2 separate regions of the Zea mays genome follow, and region 1 is linked to region 2. The links are chromatin contacts, called in public Hi-C maps. All regions are on one chromosome and are shown on one strand. Each heading gives the region's core, a stretch centred on a gene start, on an enhancer-like site or on the middle of the called end of the contact. The rest is flanking DNA. Distances are from core to core; before and after follow the strand shown. Region 1 has its middle 34 kb from the start of LOC100277324. Region 2 holds the start of LOC542555 (elongation factor alpha 5).

What was found. Hi-C and Micro-C count contacts between places; a contact is called where the count stands out from the background.
Region 1: a contact with region 2 is called in a Hi-C map of leaf, with 4 times the contacts expected there. The contact joins the enhancer-like site here to the promoter of LOC542555 in region 2. A contact is called at or near these places in 6 of 25 Hi-C or Micro-C datasets (all in leaf).

What each region holds. Positions count from the first base shown.
Region 1 is chr6:148,584,023-148,589,605 of Zm-B73-REFERENCE-NAM-5.0, forward strand. No RefSeq gene overlaps it. Among protein-coding and RNA genes, the nearest start is that of LOC100277324, 34 kb to the left of the region's middle. Within about 2 kb of position 2,124, at least 17 of the 20 cell types and tissues checked have an H3K27ac peak or open chromatin away from gene starts, as enhancers often do. A contact at or near this core is called in leaf, where this site is marked.
Region 2 is chr6:148,460,601-148,466,256 of Zm-B73-REFERENCE-NAM-5.0, forward strand. LOC542555 (elongation factor alpha 5) reads left to right here and starts at 2,188. Exons shown (of 3, transcript NM_001351749.1): 1 at 2,188-2,240; 2 at 2,846-3,328; 3 at 3,813-4,876. The coding sequence starts at 2,867. The coding sequence ends at 4,694.

The DNA.
Region 1 (5,583 bases), core at 874-3,373, 120 kb after region 2:
CGTGTGTGGCCATCTGGGCTACGACAACACAACAAGCTTTCGTAACAAGCGCAACAGGCGCAATTGTGACTCAATAGTCGGGGTACATGACAAGTCCATAAAACATGCACAATAGGTACAATTGTGGCTCGATGATCACAACAGACAAACAATGCCTACAGGGCGTGCGAAAAATACGTGACTCGATGATGGCGGTCCGACTCAACGAGAGTGATCCGATTAAGCGAGAGTGCGACATAGCAATCAAATGACACAACCAAGTTCGTACGACACAAATACTGCATCGTGTTGCCAGGGCGCAGCAAGTGCTCAGCCAATGCCATAACTCGATCGATTAATAACGTAGTCTGATCGACGTGTCTGAGTACCCACTATACAATTTAATCGCTCGACGTGAGTCCAAAAGCTCAACACATCATAAATATTTAGAGCGGTTCACGTATACACCATATAGTCTTTACATGCATTTTAATAATTTTCTGCTAAATATCTACTACGAGAAATAAAGCAGAAATATAATAGTAGAATTAAAGCATAAGCAGATCAGGTGTATGAAAGGCATTTTCTCATATTCAAGCATATATTTTTCTACTAATTATTTACTGCGGGAAATAATTGATTAAGGTAGAAACTGCAATGTAAAACAAAATTTTATTCTATTTGTTATGTTCAGCAGGAAAATAGAATAAAATAGTATGGCACATGCAACTGCTTTCAAAACATGTATAAATTCAACCACAATTTATAAAAAAATTGTAAAGCACATTAAGATCCTATTTTTTTCTCTCCTTCCACGAATCTGTTTCTACGCGCACAATACATCTAATCCACTTTTTCGTTTTCTATTGAGCTGCCATTTTCAGATCGTATTGCATGCAGATGCAGCCATGCAGTGGACGCATGCAACTGCTTTCTCCGCTGCTACAGGACATCATGCAACCGTTTCTTTTTTTTGTTTTTCTCAGCCGCACGCTTAGTTAAAGAAATGGGCCCACTTTTTTTTACTCGGCAATCAAGGAGCGCTGCATGCACGCATGCATCTGCTGCACTCTCTTTTCCAGCGTATTTTTCTCCGCGAACATAGATCGGAAAGTAAATAACACATCCAATCTCAAATTTCATACCACTAGGTTACGTAGAGGAATCGAGGGCTGTCGCGTAGGACAGTTCGGCTAGGCCAGGACCTGCCGGCTTGACGATGAGTTGACGCAGATCTGATCCCACAATAACGTCGAGGTAGAGCGTGCTGATAACGTGTTGAGAACTACGTTATCACGGATCACCAGATCCGCTCCCTTCCCTCCCGTTAGCAGTAAAGGCGCAAGAAGATGTAGAGAACCCGTCTCCCTTCCCATAAACACGTTAGATGAAACACACGAGACACTGTATATAGGGTTGGACCTCTGGCTTCTTTCTGATCTCTATTCCATATGAGGGGTACAAGTTCTATATATAGAGACGTGATCGCCCTCAGGGGCATATTCGGTATTTGCCCACATAACCCTTCATTAGGGTTTCTCAACACCTTTCGGGTTATAGTTAGAGATGTCCAAATGGGCCGCCCGGCCCGGTCCGGCTCGGGCCCGGTGAAGCCCGACCCGTTTTGGGCCCGGCCCGCCAGGCACAGTTAGAAAACCGGGCCTGGTCGTCTAGGCACGCGGGCTCAATTTTCTATCCGAGCCTGGCCCGCAGCGGGCCTAAACAGGCCGGGCCGACCCGTTTAGCATGAAAAAAGCGGGCTATGCGGGCCGGTAAGCACATTTTAGTATAAAAAAGCGGGCTTAACGGGCTTAGAGCTAAACGGGCCGTGCCGGGCTAGCCCGCCGTGCCTAGTTTCTTGTCCGAGCCCGGCCCGCTTATTCGTGCCGGCCCGGCCCGGGCCCGCATAGAACCGGACCGTGCCGGGCTCGGACCGAACCTAAACAATGGGCTTCGTGCCGGGCTCGCGGGGCTCGTGCTTATTGGACATCTATAATTATAGTGAGTGACGCGTGGGGCTCGCTTGTCGTTCTCTAGTTTCCCTTTCTTCCTTCCCCAGTCCCCTGGCTCGCAGAGCCACCAGCCCACCACCACCATGGCGATTGGCGAGCAATGCGTCTGCCAACGGCCTGCTGGGCCTCCATCTTTTCTTTCATGGGCGCCCGTCCGTCCAGATTGGGCCATCGGCCAGCCTGAATACGATTCCAGCATGGGCCGGGAACCTGCCGCTGTTTATTCTTTCGGTGAGCCATCATGGCTCGGACGCACGGTGACACTCACAGTCGCATCGCATATTTGAGGTTCCTACGGAAGGGAAGGGAAGCTCCAAAAACCACCGACTGTGCGTTGGGTTGGCCAACAGCGGCACAAGTCCGCCGTCGTAGGAAGTAGCTGCTGCAGCAGGCCTGCAAGTGCGGCACAATTCGTCAGTTCTTTTTTTTTCTCAATCTTTCCCAGGTCAACAGAGTGGCAAGTACACGAGTATGTACATGTACATATACGCATATTAATAAGTGACAGAATAGAAAGGTCTTGGCAGTCTGCATACCACTGCTATGAAGCATTACATTACCACTCGTTATTTGTTTCTGGCGCGTCGTACATGTAATCTTGCCTTTGCATACACAGATCACATACGCAGAGACGAACATTCACGCATATATACCATGCACGTAGATTGCTACACGACGGGATCCATCACACATTCACATGTCGACGTTGCAGCTCGGGTCACCAAGAAGCGGCGCCAGGGGCACACCGCCGGCGGCGCCGCCGTTCCCGATCCCGATCTTGCGGACGCCGATGAGGAGGTCGCAGCGGGCGTAGAGCGAGCGCCACCCCCGGTGGAACGGTTCGTGCACGAACCGGACGCGGCCGAGCAGCACCACCCGGAGCGGCAGCACGGCGTTGGCCACGTCCGCCGCCAGCGCCGCCGCGGCGTCGGGCGACACGGGCACGGGCGCCGCGACGCCCGCCCCCAGCACGGGCGCCGCCGCCACGGCGGTGCCGGCGTCCTGCGCCAGCGGGGGCATGGGCGTCGGCGCCGTCACGGCCTCCCCGCGGTACGCCACGTACGCCGCCAGCCGGTCGTACCGCGCCGCCGACCGCCCGCTCGGGTTGCCGAGCACCAGCGTGAACTGGAACGACGCGGCCAGCGCGGTGGCCGGCGCCGGGCCCGCGCCCGCGCCCGCGGCGACGTTGGCGGTGGCGTTGTACAGCGCCAGCACGGCGGCCGAGGTGACGGCGAAGGTGGGGTGGGACGGGCGGTACACGACGTAGAGCACCAGCAGGGTGATCCCCGCGGCCAGGAGCAGGACGAGGACGGCGAAGCAGAGGGCGCGGACCGCGCCCCCGCCCTCGCCCCCGCCGTAGTAGTAGCTGTACCGGGGGCTGCGGCGCCACCAGCCCGGCTTCAGGTCGTCGGCGCGGACCCCCTTCCTCCCGCCTCTGTGGTGGTCCGCGTGCTCCGGCGGGAGGTGGTGCTCGGCCGCCATCTGCACCTGCGTTGGCTTGGCACCTTCGACTCTCGGGCAAGTGGTGTATGTGTATGTACACAGTACGACTAGCGTCGTGTGTGCGAGGCTTTGAAAGGGAGACTGGGAGTCTGGGACACACACGAGCACGACTCCGCTAGGGCGAGGAGGTCGGTCAGTGACGTGCGCTACCTTATCGGCATGCGTGCATGCGCGCCCGTCACGGTAGGTAGGCAGGCACCGCTCGCCGCGAAATCTTGGAGCTGGGTCGGCAATCTTTGGAACCATTGTTCCAGCTGTACATGCATGTGCATCTTCTACTGAAGATATGTGCACTGAGTCACTGAGATGAGAATCAACGAACACATACCGAAGATACTATACGTGCAGCACGGAACCGGTTCCTCCTACATACTGTAAGGACAGTTTGGCCACTGCGCATGGGTCCTGTCGCACGGGAGACCCACATGACAGTGGCTTCTCCCCACGTCAGAGTGGCATCATTGTTTATATTGCAGTTAGGGATTCAAAAACCGTGAAAACCGGTCCGGTTTCCATCTATTCTTCTAAAAAAACGGCCCGAAATTCAATTTTTAAAATAAATTATAAAAAATATTTGTTTTCTGTTATATCCTATATTTATTTTTATTTTAAAAACAGTCTACATTTTTCGTTAAAAACAATGAAAATACAAGCCGGTGGAAAATTGAAAACCAACGAAAACCGATTTCTCGGTCGGGTAAACTGATTTCTCGTCCAGATTAAAAAAAATCGTTTTTTCAATTTAAAAATAGTTTGTCGTTAACCCTGATAGCAGTATGTGCATGAAGATTACAGTCTATAGTTGGAAAAACAAACTCTAGCAGAATAAGGAAGTCACACTCATAAAGTCGTAATAATACACCTCAATATGTTTTGATCGTCGATGAAAGATTGGATCAACATTTAAGTATGCAGCATCGGTATTATCATATCATAGACATAGTAACACTATAGGAAACGCCTAAATTTTCGTGGGCCGGAATATTTTCGTCGGCCGGCCCACGAAAATATGGAAGTTATTTTCGTCGGTCACGATGCCGACGAAAATGAGGCGTATTTTCATGGGCCGACCAATATTTTCGTCGGCAGGCCCACGAAAATACGGAAATTATTTTCGTCGGCCACAAAGCCGACGAAAATGAGCCGTATTTTAGTAGGCCGGGGCCAAACCGACGAAAATACTTCATTGACCGACCACTATTTTCGTCGGCCTCACTGAGGCCGACGAAAATAGAGGCCCTAAATCATCCACCTCGGCCTTATCGCTCGTTTCAATCGCGGGTTTCAATCCCGCGCCGCCTTCGCCGCTCGCCCGCCCTCGCCGCGCCGCCGCACGCGCCTCGCCCGCCCTCGCCGCCCACTTAGCCCGCAGCTAGAGCACTCGTCGTGCCGCCCGCTTAGCCCGCGCGCCCCGAGCCGGCCCGGCCGCCCCACGTCGCGCCCCACGCCGCCACACCCGCCCCGCGCCCCTCGCCCCTGCACGCCTGCCGAGCCCCATGCCGCCCCGCCCGCCCCTCGCCGCGCCGCCGCCCGCACGGCCGCCGTCCGAGGCACCCCGCCCGCCCCTCGCCGCGTCGTCGCCCCGCCGGAGGCGCGCTGCACCGCGTCGCGACGGCCTCCCTGCGCCGTGTCGCCGCACACACGCCCGCCGCCGAGGCGCGCCGCACCGTCGCCGGCCGCCCCGCCCGCCCGCTCCATCGCGAAGGTCTCCCAGCTGCGCCGTCGCCCGCCTCGCCCCGCCCGCATTTTCGCCATCAGGCAAGTATAATCGCCGAGGCCCCGAGGTCATTAATTTATATTAGTCATCTTGTCGTGTTGTGATTAGTTTAACTGTTGATTGCTTTAATTCAAATTCATATTTGTCTCTGAGTTATTGTTTAATTTTTAGAGTTTAGTTTTAATCGTTAAACGTAGTGAATCGTATGAGGCCGACGTAAATATTCAGTCGACCATCTATTTTCGTCGGCCTTGGGGAAGCCGACGAAAATAGGTCGTTTTCGTCGGTACCGACGGAAATAGTTGCCTATTTTCGTCGAACTTATTTTCGACAGCTATTTTCGTCGGTTTACGCTTATTTTCGTGGGTTTTT
Region 2 (5,656 bases), core at 938-3,437:
GTGGACACACAGCCATTTCCTGTTAATACAATAGATATCACATGCAAAAAGATCTTAGTTCGGCCCGAAATGGCCGATAAAGGCAAAAGCAAAGACATCATCATTGGTAGTCCTCGCACGTCGAATATATCACAAAAGGAGATTGTTCGAAAGGCTCCGGACGATAAGGCTAAAAAGTCCGGAGGCACTGGGGGGCAGGCACAATCAATGAGCCAAGCACGACAGCCTGGCCTGAACACCACAGACGGTATGGCACCTACGTGCGGGCGGTTTGGTGCTCAGACAGACAGTTCGGCTACCTCTGCCGGACAATCCGCCTATGCCCAAAGACGTCAGCCTCCACACAAAATCTTAAAAGGGAAGGAGACACAACGACAAAGCACAAATGGTCGGCTGATCAAAGCTGACTCTAATGATGATCAGTTGCTCTCCAAGAATACTAGCGAGAAGACCGTTCTACGTGATCGGTCAACGAAGAAACCTCGGTCATCTGCTAAAACGAAACAGGTAAACAAAACGGTCCGAAAGGCGACACAACAAGCATCGCCTATTTATCCTATGAGACCAGGGTACTTTCCACCCGTTTACTCATCGTCGGTATATTATCCTGTTCAAACATGGAATGATACGATGCTGAATCCATGGTACATGTATAGTCCCTTTGTCTATCCATACTGGGGGGCACCTCCATTCTATTCCTTTTGATTCAGTGATCAAACGGTCATGGCCGAGAAAGATAAGATCTGAAACGGCCTTTATACATTGGTGCTTTATTAAATGATCTTAATATTGAAAAGCCGGTGACTTACATCAGGTTTAGTTCATATGCTTTTGGTTCGTCAACCTTCACCAAAAGGCAGGGGGGCATATGTTGGACACCAAATGTGTCTCGCGGACGGTCCGGCCCTGAGGCCGGACGGTCCGCGGTCCGGACTGTCCGCGGTGGTGGCGCGGACGGTCCGCGCGTGCGCAGAATCAGTTAGGGTTCCTAGTTTCTCGCGGGATTGGTTACCTAAAACCACGGGATTAACTCGGAAATCAGTTGGAAGCGGATCCAGACCTCCCCCTTTATATAGATGAAGGGCTACGGCCGATTGAACCCCCATCAATCGAACAAATCAAGTCTATTTCTCGTTTTTACCTTACACATTAGGAATAGTTCTAGTCTAGTTCTAGTTTAGCCTCTCAATCTCCAAATTCTCCGCCTCTCTTCGACTCTACGTCGATTAGAGGAGTCTAGGTCGGCCTGCCGAGCCTAGACAACACCTAGGATCTCTCCTCCCCGACGGGGTCCCTCCCGGGAGCGAGATCCAGGCGCCGCCGGCGACCTTCGCCACCCCCTGCGCACGCGCGGACCGTCCGGCCGTCAGGCAGGGAACCTTTGCCCTGCTCCAGGTCGCGGACCGTCCGGTCCCTAGTCGCGGACCGTCCGCGCCTGTGCAGAGAGCACCGCCGCCGGTTCTTGTTGAGTGTTTGGCACCCGAAAAAGGTGTCAACACACGAATATCGAGAGAAGGGGCCACCTGGCGCTTGTGCTTTCCACCAACACAGTACCAGGGAGAGGAGGGTTAAGCAAGTACCGTTGTAGCAATACAAGGCCCCTAAACAACTACAGGAGGGGCGGGCTGATGCATCCGTTGAAGCCTGTACAAGAGTCGCTCATGTGGGTCATGTTTTATTTAAAGCCATGTTTCACGTGTTAATGTAAAGTATATACTTGCAAAGTTCAGATATATAATAATATATATGGTATGTTTGGTTCGCTGTCTAATTCATCATACTTTACCTAACTTTTCTGTCTAAGGTATTAGAACATGTTTGATTTGCTTTCTAACTTATTACACTTTGCTTAACCTTTTTAAGTAAGGTAAGTTTTTCAATTCGGCCGACTAATCATAAACAAAATTTAAACATAGTTAGCCGTGAAACAAATAGACCATAGAATCAAACAGATCATAGTTTTTTAATTCTAACGACTAAAATTACAAAATACGACGCCACCAATAAATAAAACATGTCATCATTCATTGACTCATTTATATACAGGCCTCTCTATCGCTCCGTTTATGGGCCCTGGGCCACCATTCGAGAGTCCATTGATGGGCTGGCCGGCCTACGCCGACGCACTTATATAAAAGCCCCGAACCCTAGAGGCCAGCAGCACATTCTTCCCCGAGTCGCCGTCGTCTGCTCCGGGCTGCTGTTCTGCGCCTCCACAAGGCTTTGGCCTCTGTTGTAAGGTAGCATTTCTTCTCGTGTTTTCGTTCTCCCTCGCTCGAACTCTTTTATTAGCTGCTTGATGCGATAGAGACTGGATCAAGGTTGTACTCTGTCGCCTTGTCCCTGTAGTCTGTCCTCGGTTAGTCTGTTTGCGATTAATGATAGCTACTGCGCGGTCTTGCTTGCTATCTTGTTTCGACTGGATCAAGTGTCAGATCGAATTTTTTTAGGTGTATAGCTGCTGTAGTATCTGCTTTTTATGTCTTTGTAGTTCATGTGCAGTAATAGTTGCAACCTCATGTTACGACCAAATATCTTACCTGGTTTATAAAGTGTCAAAATTTTGAATTTGTTTTACTAGTCATCTAAATTCTGCGTACAAACTTAGTTTGCTCGTTTTATGTTTCCAGGGTTGCTTATACTATATTGTTTGCTCTGTAGATCTGCTTTATTTCCACCCTACTAATGTGTACCAGGCCTTTTCTAAGCTGGTCACAGTGGTTGCAACTTCAGATCGATATCTAAGCTGATCACTGTGTTTGCGACTTCAGATCGAGATTCTGATCCTTTAGTATTGTGTGATTTTTACTGGTGTTTCTAATAATCGATTCATCCGGTGTAACAGTTTTAAGCTTCACCTCCAGCCATGGGTAAGGAGAAGTCCCACATCAACATTGTGGTTATTGGCCATGTCGACTCTGGCAAGTCAACCACCACCGGCCACCTGATCTACAAGCTTGGAGGCATTGACAAGCGTGTGATTGAGAGGTTCGAGAAGGAAGCCGCTGAAATGAACAAACGGTCCTTCAAGTACGCTTGGGTGCTTGACAAGCTCAAGGCTGAGCGTGAGAGAGGTATCACCATTGATATCGCTCTGTGGAAGTTTGAGACCACCAAGTACTACTGCACTGTCATTGATGCCCCTGGACATCGCGACTTCATCAAGAACATGATCACGGGTACCTCCCAGGCTGACTGTGCTGTCCTGATCATTGACTCCACCACTGGTGGTTTTGAGGCCGGTATCTCTAAGGATGGCCAGACCCGTGAGCATGCTCTCCTTGCTTTCACCCTTGGGGTCAAGCAGATGATTTGCTGCTGCAACAAGGTATGCTATCAGGAATAACTGTTTCACTCTTCATTAATTAAGACTCTAGCATATTAGTATGTGAGATGTATATAGAGTTTGATGCTAATGTAATAGGTTTTGAGTTGTATAAAGAGTTTGCCAAGTAAAATAGTCGCTAGAGCTTTCATTAACCTTCTGTTTCTTCCATTTTTAGTAGCTAATTAACTTTATAACCTTCATTTCTTTGCTACTCTGGTCTGTATCTGAAAGATTTTATCTATTTTTCATATAAGTCTCACATTCAATTGTTCTGGTCCAAGCTTATACCATGCTCTTTCTCTGGAGAATCAAGCTAATGTTAATCAGTGTTTTAAAGGTGTCGCCTATGTGTCTAGGCGCCATGCCCACCTTACTCGCCTAGGTGCCGCCTAGGCGTCCAGGCGGCGGTCCAACGCCTTGTCTCACCTTACCGCTTTAAGAACCATGATGTTAATGTTATTTTACGTTGGTGTTGTATTTTTAGATGGATGCGACCACTCCCAAGTATTCCAAGGCCCGTTACGATGAGATTGTGAAGGAAGTTTCATCCTACCTCAAGAAGGTTGGATACAACCCTGACAAGATTGCCTTTGTCCCTATCTCTGGTTTTGAGGGTGACAACATGATTGAGAGGTCCACCAACCTTGACTGGTACAAGGGTCCAACCCTGCTTGAGGCTCTTGACCAGATCACCGAGCCCAAGAGGCCTTCAGACAAGCCCCTGCGTCTGCCCCTCCAGGATGTGTACAAGATTGGTGGTATTGGAACTGTTCCGGTTGGTCGTGTGGAGACTGGTGTCATCAAGCCTGGAATGGTTGTCACCTTCGGTCCAACTGGCCTGACCACTGAGGTGAAGTCTGTTGAGATGCACCACGAGGCTCTCCAGGAGGCCCTTCCTGGTGACAACGTTGGCTTCAATGTGAAGAACGTTGCTGTGAAGGATCTCAAACGTGGGTACGTGGCCTCCAACTCTAAGGATGACCCTGCCAAGGAGGCTGCTAGCTTCACCTCCCAAGTCATCATCATGAACCACCCTGGGCAGATTGGCAATGGCTATGCCCCAGTGCTGGACTGCCACACCTCCCACATTGCTGTCAAGTTTGCTGAGCTCATAACCAAGATCGATAGGCGGTCTGGCAAGGAGCTTGAGAAGGAGCCCAAGTTCCTGAAGAATGGTGATGCCGGTATGGTGAAGATGATTCCCACTAAGCCCATGGTGGTTGAGACCTTCTCTCAGTATCCTCCTCTGGGTCGTTTTGCTGTCCGTGACATGAGGCAGACGGTTGCTGTTGGAGTCATCAAGAGCGTGGAGAAGAAGGACCCAACTGGTGCCAAGGTGACCAAGGCTGCAATAAAGAAGAAATGATGCGTCCTCCCATGTGCCCTCGTTTATTTTGTACTTGTGCCCGTATACTTCGATCTGTTAAAATCTATTGGTTGTGTGCCCTGTGTCTGTTGTTTGGGTATCTATACTGTTATTTTGAGACATGTTGACTTGCATGGTCATCTGGATTGGGTTCGCATTTCTGAGTCATTTGTCTTGACATGAAAATCTTGCTTTTTTTCTTGATCTTAAAATCTAGGTTGTCTTTGTTGCGGGGTTGATTCTAATATTAAAGGGGACATTTGGGATTTTGCCCATGACATCGTTCCCTCGCTAAAAATTTAATTTGTGGGTTCGTCTATGCCTATGAATCGAGGGTCTGGGCAAAATTCTGAAGCTCAGTGTCTTTGAAGGAATATGTGCTCTTGAATTGCAAGTTCTGTATATGACATGATAAATCTGATTGTTTTCTTGTAGCGAAAACAGCAATTCTGCCAGTGGATTAGCAGTAGCTGCAATGTAATATCACGTGACGAAGTTCGATTGAGTTTTGTCGTGAAACACTGATTCTGATACTGGAGAACCGTTCAAAAAAGTACCTGCTGTATATTCGTTAGAAAAAAAATGTAGCTGCAACACATGATGAAGTCTTTCGTTAAAAAAAAATCTAACTGCAATGCGCTACACATGACATGATGAAGTCGACAACAGGGTGAGTTTAGGTCGGGTGGAGTTTGGATCCCTCGAAACCTGAAACTGATTCGAAACATGGTTTACGTCGGATGGAATCTGTGGATCCGAAACATGAACTCATGTTGATCCGAAACATGAAATCAAAACCTGAACCGTCTGAAAACCGACCTGAAACATGAACTCAACCTGAGACCGCCTCAAAACCTAAAATCGATACTGGTTCGGGTGATAACCTAAACCTGAAACCAATTCTAATCTGATTCGTCATCGGAAAACTCATCACTATACAGCAATATAAAAACAACAAGTTC